4 separate regions of the Mus musculus genome follow, and regions 1, 2 and 4 are each linked to region 3. A link is a contact called in public HiChIP or PLAC-seq and capture Hi-C data. All regions are on one chromosome and are shown on one strand. Each heading gives the region's core, a stretch centred on a gene start, on an enhancer-like site or on the middle of the called end of the contact. The rest is flanking DNA. Distances are from core to core; before and after follow the strand shown. Region 1 holds the start of Gli1 (GLI-Kruppel family member GLI1). Region 2 holds the start of Nxph4 (neurexophilin 4). Region 3 holds the start of Apon (apolipoprotein N). Region 4 holds the start of Dctn2 (dynactin 2).

Region 1 (3,443 bases), core at 171-2,670, 910 kb after region 3:
GGAACTCACTCTGTAGACCAGGCTGGCCTCGAACTCAGAAATCCGCCTGCCTCTGCCTCCCGAGTGCTGGGATTAAAGGTGTATGCCACCACTGCTTGGCCCATCTTAATTTAAAAACAAAAAACAAACAAACAAAAAACACTTACTTTGCAGAGCCAAGAAGGTGGTTTAAAAACAGCGCTATGGCCTGAGAGATCTGTTTAAGGGAAGACTCTCTCTCCCCACCCCGCCATGCTTTTGAGTCTTTCTCAGGTGGGAAACTGAAATAGAGGCCCTCTCTCTGTGTCCAGTCACCATGGTAACACAGATTCAAAGAGACAGGGTACTCCCCTATCACGAACTACCCAAGGGGCTCGCAATCTTCCCTGGCGTGCCCTTCTGTTTCTTTGAGCTCACGCAGCTCCCTGGGCATCCGATTGGGCTTTGGGGACAGGAACCTGTCAAATTTCCTTAAGTTCGCCAGTGCAATCATTTCCACTCCGAGGGGTGCCATGTGCTAGGACGACCAGCAGAGGGCGCGAAAAGCCTTAAAGAGAGAGGTGTGGAGGTGGCAACTGCGTCCAGAATTTGGAGATGGAGAACGGAGTTTCTCCAGAGAGGTACTCTACACAGAGCACCACTGTCCTCAGTGATCTGTGAATGCACATTCTGCACTTAGAACTCTAGCCCGTGTTCTTCCTTCATGTTCCATAGGTCGCACCCCCTCCCCTCCTCTACATCAGTCAACCCAACTTCTTTCTCCCAAACCCCAACTCTCCAAATGCTCCACGTTCCATCCAAAGAGTGAGGCTGGCCTACAGACCACGACATGGGGAAAGCTCAGTTACGACCAATGAAGCCGAAGACCGAGGCTTCTGGTTTAACTTTCTGGGTGAGCTTTCCCCCCTCCCTCTCCCGCCGCGCAATATTTTCCTCAATGTTTTCCTGGCTCTGGTTCAGAGCCTCTTCGTGGACAGCCGATCCAGGGATCCGCGCCGGGATTTACTGTCCACCAAGAGCAGCGTGTTCGGGCGGGGGGGGGGGTAGTAGGCAGTATAGGGTCCCTCAAGGGAGGGGGAGGATCCTGGGGGTCCTGGGGGTGCCATAAGCCCGGCACCCCCTCTCTAGCTTCTATCCACCCAGCTCATCTTCTAGAACGGTCCGAAGGAAGGATATACGAGGGAAGTGAGCGGGAAGAGCCGTAGCGTGCGGGTGGCAACAGCGAGAAAAAGTTTTTGCAAAGGGGAAAAAAAAAGTTTGCGCTTCTCGCGGGTGGTCCCGGCTCGAGGCCCGGCGGGCTGGGCCGGCGGGAGGGCTGGGGGCCAGGTTGGGAGGGTGGGGTGGCACTGAAGCTGCGCTGCAGTGGCCCTGTGACCCCCCTCCCCGCCACACACCTCCCCCCCCCCCCAGCCCAGTTTCCAGCCCTGGACCACGCATCCCGAGCACCGCGCCCCGACGGAGGTGAGAGGGGGGCAGGCGGGAGACCACCTGGGAGCGATGGGGGAGGGGCTGAGGAGATGCTCTGACGCCTAGGGACTCACCCTATCCCAGAAGGAGACCTGGGGCTCAGAGGCAATATGGGGTTGGGAGAGTTTGGGGAGAGCAATTAGGAAGTTTGGGTGTTTTCTTGTTTTGCTTTAATTTGTGCCTTCTTTTCTCTGCATCCCCTTCTTTTTTTCTGACAATCTGTGTCTGTCCCAGGTCTCTTTGTCCGCGCCTCTCCCACATACTAGAAATCTCTCCCTTTCTTGAGGTTGGGATGAAGAAGCAGTTGGGACGGCCAGCTGGAGGTCTGCGTGGTAGAGGGAACTCCAGGTGCGTCTCTGAGCGCCGTTGGAAGACGTCAGTGTTTCTAAGACGGGACCCACCGCAAAAGAAGGGAGCGCTCAGTGGGGTGGGAGTAGCGGTGTGCCAGGCAACAGAACCCCTGAGGGCCGGGCTGGGATTGGACTCCTGACCTGTGGCTGTGACAGATGTGCACATGGGGTTTAGGGGCAAAGGAGTGGGTTTGGACTCGGGAGGAGGCTGGGTGGGTTTCCTAACATGCGGTGTAGGCCGTAGAAAATCCCTAGGAATTCTGGACTTCTGAGTTCCCAAAGACTGTGGGCAGGGCCCCCGAGGAAGAGGAAGAGCTGGGGAGACCTTGTTTTGACCCTCTGACCTCAGGACCACCGGGGCAGCTGAAGCCAGGCGCCGGGAGACCCCTACTGGGGCAGAGCGGGACCACTGGCTACTGCCAGCTTGTGTATCCCTGTTGGCCCCCCGCCCAAGCGGGATCTGGGGACCGAGGCCCCTCCTCTGGCTCAGACCACCCTGCCTGCCCTTGCTCCCCGCTCTGAATCCTCTTTCAGGCCCCATGACCCTGAAACAATCAACCCAGGACAGTTAGCTTTGGGAACAGCATCAAGGAAAGGAAACTCCGTAGAGGCCGAGGGTTTGGGGCATCCGGAGAACCAGGGACTTTATGGTATAGGTCTTTCCTTCCAGTACGGGGAGAAAAGATGGGCAGTTTTCTTCTGGGAAGAAAGTTCGTGAACGCGGGTGATTTACCCTAGGGGGGCGGGGTTCAGAAGGACCCCCCTCCATTATCTCTCTGGGCATCCCCGCCGGACAGACGTCTCCGACTCACTCTTGACGTCACTAGGGGGTTCCCGGGGGTCTATAGGGGTTAACCCTTAGGAAGCCGGCGGAGATACCCAGGAATCCAAGGTGTCCTCTCCGCGCACACCTTATTTACACAGGCACTTCTTTCTCTTAGTTTCTGGTTTCTTTTTTCCCACTCCACTATAGGGACCCCACTTTCCAATAGTGCCTCCCCCCCCCCCCCGGGCGCTACTGCCTGCTTTCAGGATGCGCTGAGAGAGGGAAGAATGTTCCACCCTTCACCCCCCCCCTCGCTTTTCTGGGCTCCCCAGGCGGGCGGGGAAGCTGAGCCGTCTGCAGCCAGAGCCTGCGGCGGCGACTTGGGTGGGCCGAGAAGGCACGGGGGCGGGGAAGGCGGGACCGGGAAAAGGGGGTGGGGCCGACTCCAGGGAGTTGGGGAGAAGGGGTACGTACGTAGAGGACTCTAGAAAATAGACTGCGAAGATGATTCGGGTCTTTGGTAGGCTAATTCTCATGCTCCCATCCAGCCCAGAAAACCTTTACTGAAACTGGAAAAGTTAGTAGTATGAAGAGGGAGGCGTGAGTGTAGGCGGTGGCTCTCGGTGAAGGGGGCTGTCGCCCCGTTTTTATCCTGTCTCTTGGAGCTCTCGGGCAATGGAACAGGAAGAGTGACAACTTTGAGGGAACTTCTAGTGTCTGGGGGTCCTTTACAAGTCCTTCCCTTCCCTTGAATGAGTCACAGAGGAGAGAGGCGGGAGATGTGCCCCCTCATCCAGCTGCCAGCCAGCTGTGCCCCCCACCCCCACGTTAGTGCCAATGTCGAGCTGGGAGGTCTTGGATGCGGGATTCGGGTCTCGGCT
Region 2 (3,476 bases), core at 688-3,187, 720 kb after region 3:
CCCTCCCTCTCTGGCCAGGACCAGAAGGGTGCACTATCTTCAACCAAGCCAAATGCAAGGGAGTCTCAAAAACCAAAAAGGACACTGACTGATTCAGATCAGATTGAAAAGCAGATATTCTTAGATGGAAAGAGTCAGGGACAGAGGCAAAGACCCAGAGATAAGTACTGTGCACATGTGTGTATGTGTGCATGCACTTGTAATCTCTGAGAGAATTGGACGGCCTGAGATTAGCTAAAACGATGGTGATGGGGAGGGTCAGGTCTCCTACAGATAGATACTTTGGCCGTGGGCTTCTAGGCACCCAGGATGTGTGACCACCCTTTGCCTTCACCCAGAACTAAAGCAGCTCCTTTGCTTAGGGTCAGCCCTGGCCAGCCATTTGGCCTTGTCCCTGACACTTTGTCTCATCCTGCCTTTATTCGTTCAGCCCTGACTGCACCCCAAATCGCTGCTCCCTGGTTTTTGTCTCCTTGAGTGTCACCAAGTACACCCCTGTCCTTTCCCTGACCCTCTTTTCAGTGTCTGTCACTTCCTGTGTGTCTGTTATTTTCATATCCCTAGGCTTGTCTTTCAGATTGCCTGTGTGTGTGTGTGTGTGTGTGTGTGTGTGTGTGTGTGTGTGTCCCTGTGGGTATTTGCCTCTGTCAAGGCAAGAGGTACTTTGGGTACCTAGCTGTTTCTGTATATCACTGTATGCTACTGTGTGTATAAATCATGTGTGTCCGTCTCTGTGTGCTTATGTGCCTCTGTGTATGCTGGTCTGTATGTGAAGTGGCCTCACTGCTACAGTGTAGCAGGGTACTATTACAGTGGGGTAAGACTGGAGACACACCTTGGGATGTGTGTCTGTCTCTTCATCTCTTTGCATGGTCCTATCTCTTGCTGTCTAGGTGTTGGTCATACTACCTACTCAGCCTCAGACACAGCGCATAGCAACAGCTGACAGCTGAAGACTCCCTGGGTAGGGGAGAGAGAGAAAGACCAGTGGGAGGAGGAAACACGAAGAAACAGCCCTGAGGATGAGAACAGAGACCGTGCTGGAGCTGGGGACAGAGAGAGACAAGGACAGAGATAGACAGGGAAGGGGACGGGATGAGAAGAGCTGAGAGTGGAAGATGGGATTGTGGGAGAGAAAGCACAGGGCTCGTACCAAGAGGGGCAGAAGGCACTGAGGACTTCCTGCCTAGCACCAAACAAGGGTGCTCTGGATCAGGCCAGGGTCAACAGTGCGGATCAGGGGCTAACTTAAAAGAGCCGGTTTAGCCAAGGGGTCCGGGGGCCGCAGAGGTGCCGCGGGGCGGGGACAGGGCGGCGGGCGCCGTTTGTCAGCCCTATTGACAGACGTGATGGGGTTTCCGTCCGTGATCAATGATTCTCATCTCCAGGCCGAATGAGCCGCGGGGCGCCCATCCATCCCCGTCAGCGCCGCGCTCAGTGCTAGTCGCCCGAGGCCCCGCCCGCCCTCACCTCGGTCCCTGTCCGGATCACTGCCCTAGACCTACCTCTGCCAGGATTATAGAAACACCCCCCACCCATCCACCTCGGGCATCACAGGACAGGGTCCTGCTGCGTTCCCTAGCCTGTGTATGGGAACTCATGCTCCGCGACGACCCCTTCCCGCTCACAGTTCAGGGCCTAGAGTCCCACGCCCTATTGTAGCCCTCATCTGCCCCAAGACCTGGCGTCTTTGGGGTGCTGCTCCCCAAACCCCTTGCCCCTCTCCAGCTTCACACCTGAGCCAGGGGTGTGTCCAGGGTGTGTCACGGTGAAAGTCACCTTCCTTGCCCCCAGCTGGGCGGGAGGGGGCGCGCGGGGCGCGGCCGGGATTGGAGCACCGCGGAGCCCCGCCCCCCCACCCCGCCCGCCCGACTCAGACCCAACTTTCTCCCCCGCCCGCGCCCCGCCCCCAGCGCCTTGCTCCGCTCCGCGCTCAGTCCGCGGGCCGAGCCGCCCGCTCCCGCTGCTCGCGCCGCCGCCCTCTGCCCGGCGTCCCTCACCCTGAGCCCAGTCCTGCCGGACTCGGGACCCGCCCTGCCCGACCCGCTCGACCGCTCGGGAAGATGCGGCTGCTCCCGGAATGGCTCCTCTTGCTCTTTGGTCCTTGGCTCCTTAGGAAGGTAAGGGTGGCAGAGCCAAGGTGCGGGGTCCGGGACACGAAGAACACTGCATGCCAGGGGGCTCCGCGCGTCCGCCCCGCCCCCAGGACTAAGCGTCCCAACTTTGTGCGTCGTGGGGGACGTGGACAGACAGACTGCCCGCTTTAGGACTGGCATGCACCCAGCAAGTTGGCTGAGGGTTAGAAGAAGGTGCAGGGTGGAGGCCCGGCTCCAGTCGGATTCAGGCGCGACGGGGGGAGGGGACGAAGCGCGACCCGCGAGTGCGCCAGACAGAGAAGGAGTGCGAGACAGACAGACAAGCCAGCGGGTGTTAGCCTAGCCTTCTTTCCGCACCTACCTCGCTTGCCTCCCTCTGTCTGTCTGTCTGTCCTTCCACCTCTCACCCTCCACCTTCCCATTCCTCTTCTCCTTGTCACAATGCCAGGTAAGCTCTGCGATCCGAGCATACATTATCCAGGCACACGCGCTTACACGGACCCACACCAGCAGGGCTGAACTTGGCTACAATCTTCCATCCCATTTCCCGCGGAGACACCATCTCCCCTGCATAACCTCACAGACACACCCCCCTCTCACGCCTGGTGGTTGTTGTCTGGGAGGGGAGTCTCTCCTTACATCTCCTTCCTGCCCCCACCCTTCTCACTGTCTCTTTTCCTGGGGTTTCTGGGTGAAGACCCAAAGGCTAAAAGGGCCCAGAGCTCATCCTGCCCGACTCTTGCCTTGAGATCTTCAGCCCATATGGGCTCACAGTGCGGACATGGAGTGTATGGGTTAAAACCAGCCCTTGTATGCATGTGTCCAGGGAATCCAGGCACTGGGACCCAAGGTGAATGTCTATGTTGGCATGCCATGGTGGAGACATTGTCTTTGCATGGTTGATTGTGCCTGCTTCAAAGCACTGCCATCTATTTGTGCCCTGAAGTGTGACCCACAAGGGTAGTTTAGACTCTGCCCCCAACTTCCTTTCTCAACTATGACCTACCCAGTTTAAGGGCAACCAGTTGGCTCCACAAGCCCTCACTCTTGGACCTCAATCCCCAGTCTTTAAGAGAAACCAGTAATTCTCCTCCAAAACGCTTGGACCCCAGGCCTGGTGTGGTGTCCTCATAACTACAATAGGGTAGACACTGCCCCAGTGAGCCAGTTAGTAGAGCCCTTGGATTCTCCCAAGCCTATCTGCCTAGTGACCTTGAGAGAACGGAAACTGGGCAATAAATAAATAAATAAATAAATAAGAAAGAATGAACGAATGGATGGATGGATGGATGGATGGATGGAAAAAAAGAAAGAAAAGAAAATAGCCCCCTAGTGTGAAAAATGCTGCCTTTGGCAAGAGCTTTCTTTGAACCTGAGGCC
Region 3 (3,140 bases), core at 377-2,876:
TTCTAGCACTTGGAAAGCTGAAGTAGGAGTCCCATAAATTTGAGGCTGGCCTGGGCTATATAGTAAGGGCAATGGCCACAAAGCAAGACAATCTCAAAATACCAGAACAAATACAGACATGGTGGTGCACACCTTTAATCTCAGCAGGTGGAGGCAAAGGCAGGTGGATCTCTGAGTTCCAAGATAGACAGAGTTACCCAGGCAGACCCTGTCTCAAAAACAAAACAAAACAAAACAACAAACCTTCCTTTCCTTAATATCCCAAAACAATATGAATACAACCAAGGCCCAGAATTCAGCTGGGAAATTAAAAAGCATTAAGCAAGGAATTAAAAAGTATTAAAGAGGGAAATTGCAATACCCATAGCATTTAGAAACTGAAAGACTGAAGTCATATCAAGTGTCTTCACACATTAGGATCAAAGGAAGACAATGTATGAATTTGTAAAATGCAGCCAGCGTCTAGCTACACACCGTGGGCAGCTGCTGTGTGCACACCTACTAAAGGGCTATGAGAAAGTTCATTCCATGCCTAGGAGGCCGTGTCTATCCAAAATAGGTCTGAAAATATTCCCACACAAGGTTCACAAAAATACGCTTTAAAACGACTGCAAGCTGAGCAACGAGGTATACTCGATCTTCAACGGGAATCTTGGCGTCTTTAAGTTCTGGGCTACTCATCAGCCTCCTGGCTACTTCATTCATACTTTCCCAAGACTCCATGGTACAGTGCTGGGTGACATTGACTACAGAGGCCTTGAACTCTCTTACTAGGTCAATAGGAGGGAGCTTGTTCGCCGTCTCCAGCAGCACCTGGGCCATATCGTACAACACCCACCCGGGTTCATAGGTGCACGCCTCAGGCAGGGTAACTGAGCGCCGGACCCTCCTCATATCCCCAGGGGATGGCACCAGATGCCTCAGAATGACTTCATTGTTGCCGATCCCTTCCTCCTGGCTACTCTTTTGACTCTGGAGGACCAGGGTTTCCGCGCTGTCTTTTCCTCCCATTTCACTGATCCGAAGCTGCAGACTGTAGGCCTCGGCAGGGCAGCCAATGTTTTCCAGGACAACTCTCAGGGCTAAGAGGGACAAGAACTCAGACAGAGGAGCAGCGGGGAGCACCGTGTACAAGAGGTCCCGACAGGTAATGGGGGTTGGAGGAGGAATCTTGTTGGGGAGCACATTTGATGTGGGTTCAGTTCTTGTGACGGCTGGCAGGCTGCCATTCTGCGTCTTCCACGGAAAGGCGGTCACCGGGGACAGTAAGATACAGCCAAGAAGCAATGCAGCCTGGATCATGGTGGGTCCACAGGACAGCCCTGTTGTGAAGGAGCAGAGCTCAGGTGAGGAGGGCGCAAATATTCAACAGGAACAGGCACCAAGAATGGTCAGAGTTTGGTAGAGTCCTGGTCATTAGAGACTTCAGTTTCCCTGGACATAAGAGGGGGCCTCTTAGAGGCTGTTACCCTCACCTGTCTGGCAAGCAGCAGAGGAATGAAGTGGTTCTCTGTCTCACTCAGTAGGTCCCTAGTTGGAGCGGCTACCTTCCAGAGGTTAACTTCTTGTAGGTGATGACTGGAAACAAGTATTTACCACCTCTCTTTGGGTAGACTTTATCTGACCAGCTATTGCCCCATCCTGACAGGCAAGGCTCCTCCTTTGTGGCTAGGCGGTCCCTAGACCATAGTCCAGTCTCTGTAGCCTCTAGGCAGTGGAAAGTTTGTTCTCTTTTGAGACTGGGCCTTCTGTAGCCCTAGCTGGCTTGGAATTCAACTAGTTAGCCAAGGATGACCTTGGATTCTGATCCTTCTGCCACTATAACCCCAGTACGGGGATTTATGGGAATCTGCAACCAGGTGCAGTTGCCGTGGTACTGGGAATCAACTCCAAGGATTTATGCATGTTAGGCAAGCACATTACCAACTGGGCTACATTCCCAGTCCATGTGTCATGTTTACTTTAAAGATTTCCCAATCAAAAAATTTGAAAAATAGAACCTACAGCAAATCAAATCAAGTTATTACCAGAGCAGTCTTTTGAGTTTTTACCTTTATTGTTTTTTTTGTTTGTTTGGTAAGGTTTTTGTGGTTGTTGTTTCAAGACAGGCTTTCTCTTTGTAGCCCTGGCTGTCCTAGAACTCAATCTGTAGACCAGGCTGGCCTCAAACTCAGAGATATGCCTGTGTCTGCCTTTTAAGTGCTGGGATTCAAGGCGAATGCCCACAGAGGCCAGATGAGCTGGAGTTACAGCCAGTTGTAAGCCACCTGACATGGTTGCAAGGACTAAAAATTCTACTCCTTTGGAGAGAGTCTTACATGTTCTTAACCACTGAACCATCTCTCCAACCCCTATTTACTTTTTTGTTGAGATAGTCCTGGCTGCCCTGGAGCTAGGTAGACCAGGCTGGCCTTGAACACAAGGCCTCTGCCTCCAAGTGCTGAGATTAAAGGTATGAGCTACCATCACTCTTCTGGCTGCCTTCTAATTTTTTTGGACACTTTATAACCTAAGCTGGCCTAACTTCCTATATAGTCTAAGTATTCTTGCTTTAGTCTCCAGAGTGCTGGGATTATAGGCATGAGCCACCACCATACCTGTTTTGTTTCAAGACACAGTCTCAGACTCGTGGGTAAAAGGGATTTTTTTTGAGATTTTATCAAAGCCTCATGAGGAGCTGAACCAACAGGCATGTACCCTGTGGTCAGCAAGATGAAGCATCTTGTTACTTGTGGATAAGAGGAAGAAGAGGAAGAGGAGGAAGAAGAGGAAGAGGAGGAGGAGAAGGAAGAGGAGGAGGAAGACAACAAAAGTCTCTTTTTTTAAAAATTATATTTATTATCAAGCTGATTTTTTAAATTACATTTATTGGCCCACGCGTAGGGCTATATGACTCTTTCCTCTCCCTCATGGCAATTCTCTTGCCTCTGTCTCCCACACGATGGGATTAGCTCACACTACCAAGCTCAGTTCAGGACATGTCTTTTAATTTTACTCTTAAAAGTTCTTCCGAAGACACAACAGATGGCTGGCTGGCCGCTCTGAGATGAGCAACTGTTAATTGTACACATTTAATATGAAACACAAATCAGGGATGCTTGTCAGCTTGAGAGTGGTGCATCCCAGCTCTCCCTCAACTG
Region 4 (3,530 bases), core at 784-3,283, 990 kb after region 3:
GTGTGCCCCGCCCCCGACTCCTTAGAGCACACAGAGCAGGCTTAATATATTACTATCGTCTTTTCTCGGCTGATTACAGTATTTATGTTATTCCCCAAAATGATCTTGGTCTGACCACGCGTGTGGTTTTCTGACATTTCCAAGTCATTTGCTTCCACCTTCCCTAATGGCTGCTACAGTTCAAATTCAAGTTCTTGCTAAATACTAATGAGAACTTAATTTAATGAGTGAAATATCTTATAAAATAAAAAAGGTCGGACTGGAGAGATGGCTCAGCAGTTAAGAGCATCTGGCTGCTCTTTCAGAGGTCCTGAGTTTAATTCCCAGCAACCACATGGTGGCTCACAACCATCTGAAATAGAATCTGATGCTCTCTTCTAGTGTGTCTGAAGACAGCTACAGTGTACTCATATAAACAAAATAAATCTTTAAAAAAAAATGTCTACTCCAACCTTAAACGATTTACTATGTTCAAGCTTTATAATTCAATGCACAGATTAGACCCTGGGGCCTAACTAATCACTAGTCCAGAATGTAACTGCTTTGAGATATCTCAATTGTATTTAATAAGACTTGGGTTTTACAGGTCTTGTTAGTTGTAATCTCACTGGCTCGACTCTCCTTTCTGGCATTGTTCATTGGTGGCTGCCAGCTGCTGGGCAAGGCCTTTGAAAGCCCTGAGACCTCCACACCACCCAGGCTGGGGTTGGCATACCCACTTATTGTTGTGGCTTGCCAGAGAAGGAAAAGGACCTGCATCTGGGGAGAAAGGTCAGAGTCCAGAGGGATCCTGAGGTAGCACACAGTCTTACCGCATCAAACTCTGCTTGATCATCCTCAGGTAGGTCGCTGGTTTCATAAACGTCTGGCTCATTCCTGGCCTGCAGGGAGAAGCGGTGACCACCCAGACTCATTACCCAGCATTCATCCCTTATCCCATTTCCTTTGAACAAGGCATTGCAAAACCTGACTGTCATTCAAGGATTCCGCCCTCCACCTCCCCTGTCAACTCTATGTCCGTTTCATCCAGTGGGATGACCACAGGTACAAACTGGGATCTGGGATAAAACGTCCATAGTGAAAGAAAGATGCTACCCTGAACATGGCTGAGAGGCCAGTCCTTGGTAATTATCTTGTCCTAATCTGGTGAGGGTTTCTTGAGTTAGGCCCTGCACATCACTGTACAAGGGTTGAGAGTGACTCAGGACCTTAGTTCTCAAGGTCCGGTGTGCCAACCCCCCGCCCCCAACCCTGAGAATGCAGAGAGGACAGCATCAACGGAGGGTACATGCCGGCTTGTGCATGAGGAGCAAGCACACAGGTGCTCGCAATGCACAGAGCTCCCCACTGGCACAAGGTTTCTGCAACAGTAACCTCTTCCCTGGCAAGATGAAGGCCACCAAGTGGCCTGGTGAGTTCGGCTGGAGTCAGGGTGCGGGGGCGGGCAATCGGGAAATTTGGGGCGACAAGGGCACTGTTGACATGGACGGTACAGACATTCGGGCTCAAGTGGTAAGCGCCCGGAGGCGATTTCTGGGCGGAGAAACCGGCTACTGCCAGAAAAAGGGCCCGACGCGGTCCAACGGCCCGGCCCAGTCGGGTCTGGAGTCCAGAAGGTGCTGCGGCCGTCGAAGGGCGAGCGGCGGGGACCCTTGGGGCTAGGGGGCTGCCAGCGGGAGGGGTCGCGGGCTGGCTTCTGTTGGGGGTCCTCGGGAGGTCGGGGGCGCGGTCTGGGGAGCCGGGCCCGGCCCTGTACTCACAATGCCGGGGAGATCGGCGTATTTAGGGTCCGCCATGGCGGCGGCGAGGCGGGGCTGGGGGACCGAGGCCTCGGAGGAGCCGGGGCTGGTGACCGAGTGGGGGAGAGGCTGGGTCCGGGTCCCCAGCAAAGGCGACGATAAGGGGAGCGGCGGAGGAGCAGGAAGTCTCGCGACAGGAGCAGGCCGGCAGGAGGCGGGGGACAGCAAAAGTCGCGAGGACAGCCGGCTACCACACCCCTGGACAGGCTGGGATTGGTGAGAGCGACAGGGAATGAGGTAATGGCGAGGAGACGCCGCCTAGCATTGTGGGATATGTAGTCCCGGTCTTCTGGGGCTTGGGCTGGAAGCGACAATAACAACGTTAGGGAGCTATTGCATACAGTTATCTCCTTTCGTTCTTAATAGTCTATGAAAGGAGTTTCATAATTCCTGCTTTAGAAAACCTAGAGATTGGTTACATGAAACCACACAGCTCGCCACGTTGTAAACAATAGCAAGATTTAGTAAACATTTAAAGAATAGAAAAATGAGGCCGTCTTTTCAGGTTAGGGCTTCTGGACAAAATAGAGGGACCCTAGTTAAATTTTAATTTCAGGAGCTGGAAAGATGTCCCAGGGGTTAAGAGCACAGTCCTCTTGTAGAGGACCTGGGTTCTATCCCCAGCATCCAGATAGTGGCTCACAGCCATTTATAATTCCAGTACCAGGTGCCCTCTTCTGGCCTCTGAGGGCACCAGACACACACGTGGTACACTGACATACATGCAGACAAAACACCCATACACATAAAATAAATAAATAATAACAATTTTTTATTGAAGTTAATTTCAGGTCAACAACTAACAATTGTTAGTATAAGCATGCTTCTTATATTTCTGATATGCATATAATAATCTGAAACCCAAGTTCGTCTGAGGGTGCTATTTCTTCTTCTTTTTTTCTTCAAAAGTCTGGACATCTTAAATGAAAAAGCGCTGGCTCACAGTCTGACTGAACTCTCCATGACGGTCATCAATTTCATTAATAGTTCCCCAGAAATTAGGAGGAAGGAATTTGACACAGGTCTCAAACTGTAGTTCAGGGTGGCTTGGAACTCACTTTTCAGTGCTGGGGATTGAACTCAGGACCTTACATATAGTAGCTTTGTGTCCAGTCAGCAACCAATCTTTCTGGAGGAGAGATACAGTATGGTTAATCCTCTTACTTTGCCACATCAATGCATGACAATAGAAACCCCAATTATTTAATTTAATTTGTTTCTTTGTGTGTGTGGTGTGTGTGCGCGCACACAGGAACGTGGAGATCAGAGGACAGCTGTTATGCATCTGCTTTCTCTCCCCACCATGGGGGTCCTGCAGATCAAACTCAGTCGTGTGGCAAGCCCCTTCACCTGCTGAGCCATCTCACTGACCCATTTTTAAAACAGAAGGAAAGGCTGGGTGTGGTGGCACATGCCTGGTCTAGTGAGTCCCAGAATCTCTATGTAGCTCCAGCTGTCTCAAAACAAGAACAGAAGAGGAGAAGGAGGAAGGGGGTTGGGGCTGGGATGGGAGGTGAGAGACAAATAGAAAACCTACTACGTGCTACTAGAGAAATAAAAAGGTACACTCAGGACAAAAGGAAGTCCTCAAGCCAGACACAGTGCTGTCCACATATATTCCTAGCACTTGGTAGCCTGGGTAGGAATACAGGAACAGGCTAGCCTGTGTAAGGACCCCCCACCCCCCACCCCCCCGGCCAGGTCCCATCTCAAAAATTAAAATAACCGAAA

The links. HiChIP or PLAC-seq counts read pairs in DNA pulled down with a chosen protein or histone mark. Capture Hi-C pulls out chosen DNA fragments and counts their contacts.
Region 1: a contact with region 3 is called in a capture Hi-C map of embryonic stem cells, with 2.5 times the contacts expected there. The contact joins the promoter of Gli1 here to the promoter of Apon in region 3. A contact is called at or near these places in 2 of 39 promoter capture datasets (cranial neural crest and embryonic stem cells), 1 of 115 datasets of contacts at active chromatin or transcription factors (thymic regulatory T cells) and 4 of 9 other capture datasets (adipose tissue, embryonic stem cells, liver and 1 more).
Region 2: an HNF4G HiChIP or PLAC-seq map of pancreatic cancer cells shows a contact between it and region 3. The contact joins the promoter of Nxph4 here to the promoter of Apon in region 3. A contact is called at or near these places in 5 of 39 promoter capture datasets (the C10 cell line, the SN4741 cell line, cranial neural crest and 1 more), 1 of 115 datasets of contacts at active chromatin or transcription factors (pancreatic cancer cells) and 2 of 9 other capture datasets (embryonic stem cells and liver).
Region 4: a capture Hi-C map of embryonic stem cells shows a contact between it and region 3, with 2.8 times the contacts expected there. The contact joins the promoter of Dctn2 here to the promoter of Apon in region 3. A contact is called at or near these places in 3 of 39 promoter capture datasets (cranial neural crest, embryonic stem cells and pre-B cells), 2 of 115 datasets of contacts at active chromatin or transcription factors (embryonic forebrain and pancreatic cancer cells) and 2 of 9 other capture datasets (embryonic stem cells and liver).

Annotation. Positions count from the first base shown.
Region 1 is chr10:127,339,556-127,342,998 of GRCm38.p6, reverse strand. Gli1 (GLI-Kruppel family member GLI1) reads left to right here and starts at 1,420. Exons shown (of 13, transcript NM_010296.2): 1 at 1,420-1,440; 2 at 1,681-1,794.
Region 2 is chr10:127,533,020-127,536,495 of GRCm38.p6, reverse strand. It overlaps Nxph4 (neurexophilin 4), which reads left to right and starts at 1,937. Exons shown (of 2, transcript NM_183297.2): 1 at 1,937-2,120. The coding sequence starts at 2,064.
Region 3 is chr10:128,252,617-128,255,756 of GRCm38.p6, reverse strand. Apon (apolipoprotein N) reads right to left here and starts at 1,626. Exons shown (of 2, transcript NM_133996.3): 1 at 1,476-1,626; 2 at 1-1,322. The coding sequence starts at 1,302. The coding sequence ends at 547. It overlaps Timeless (timeless circadian clock 1), which reads right to left. Exons shown (of 29, transcript NM_001164081.1): 29 at 2,816-3,140.
Region 4 is chr10:127,264,765-127,268,294 of GRCm38.p6, reverse strand. It overlaps Dctn2 (dynactin 2), which reads right to left and starts at 2,033. Exons shown (of 14, transcript NM_027151.2): 1 at 1,761-2,033; 2 at 813-881. The coding sequence starts at 1,796. It overlaps Gm40800 (a long non-coding RNA gene), which reads right to left. Exons shown (of 2, transcript XR_872171.2): 2 at 2,551-2,928. It also overlaps a transcript of Kif5a not described here.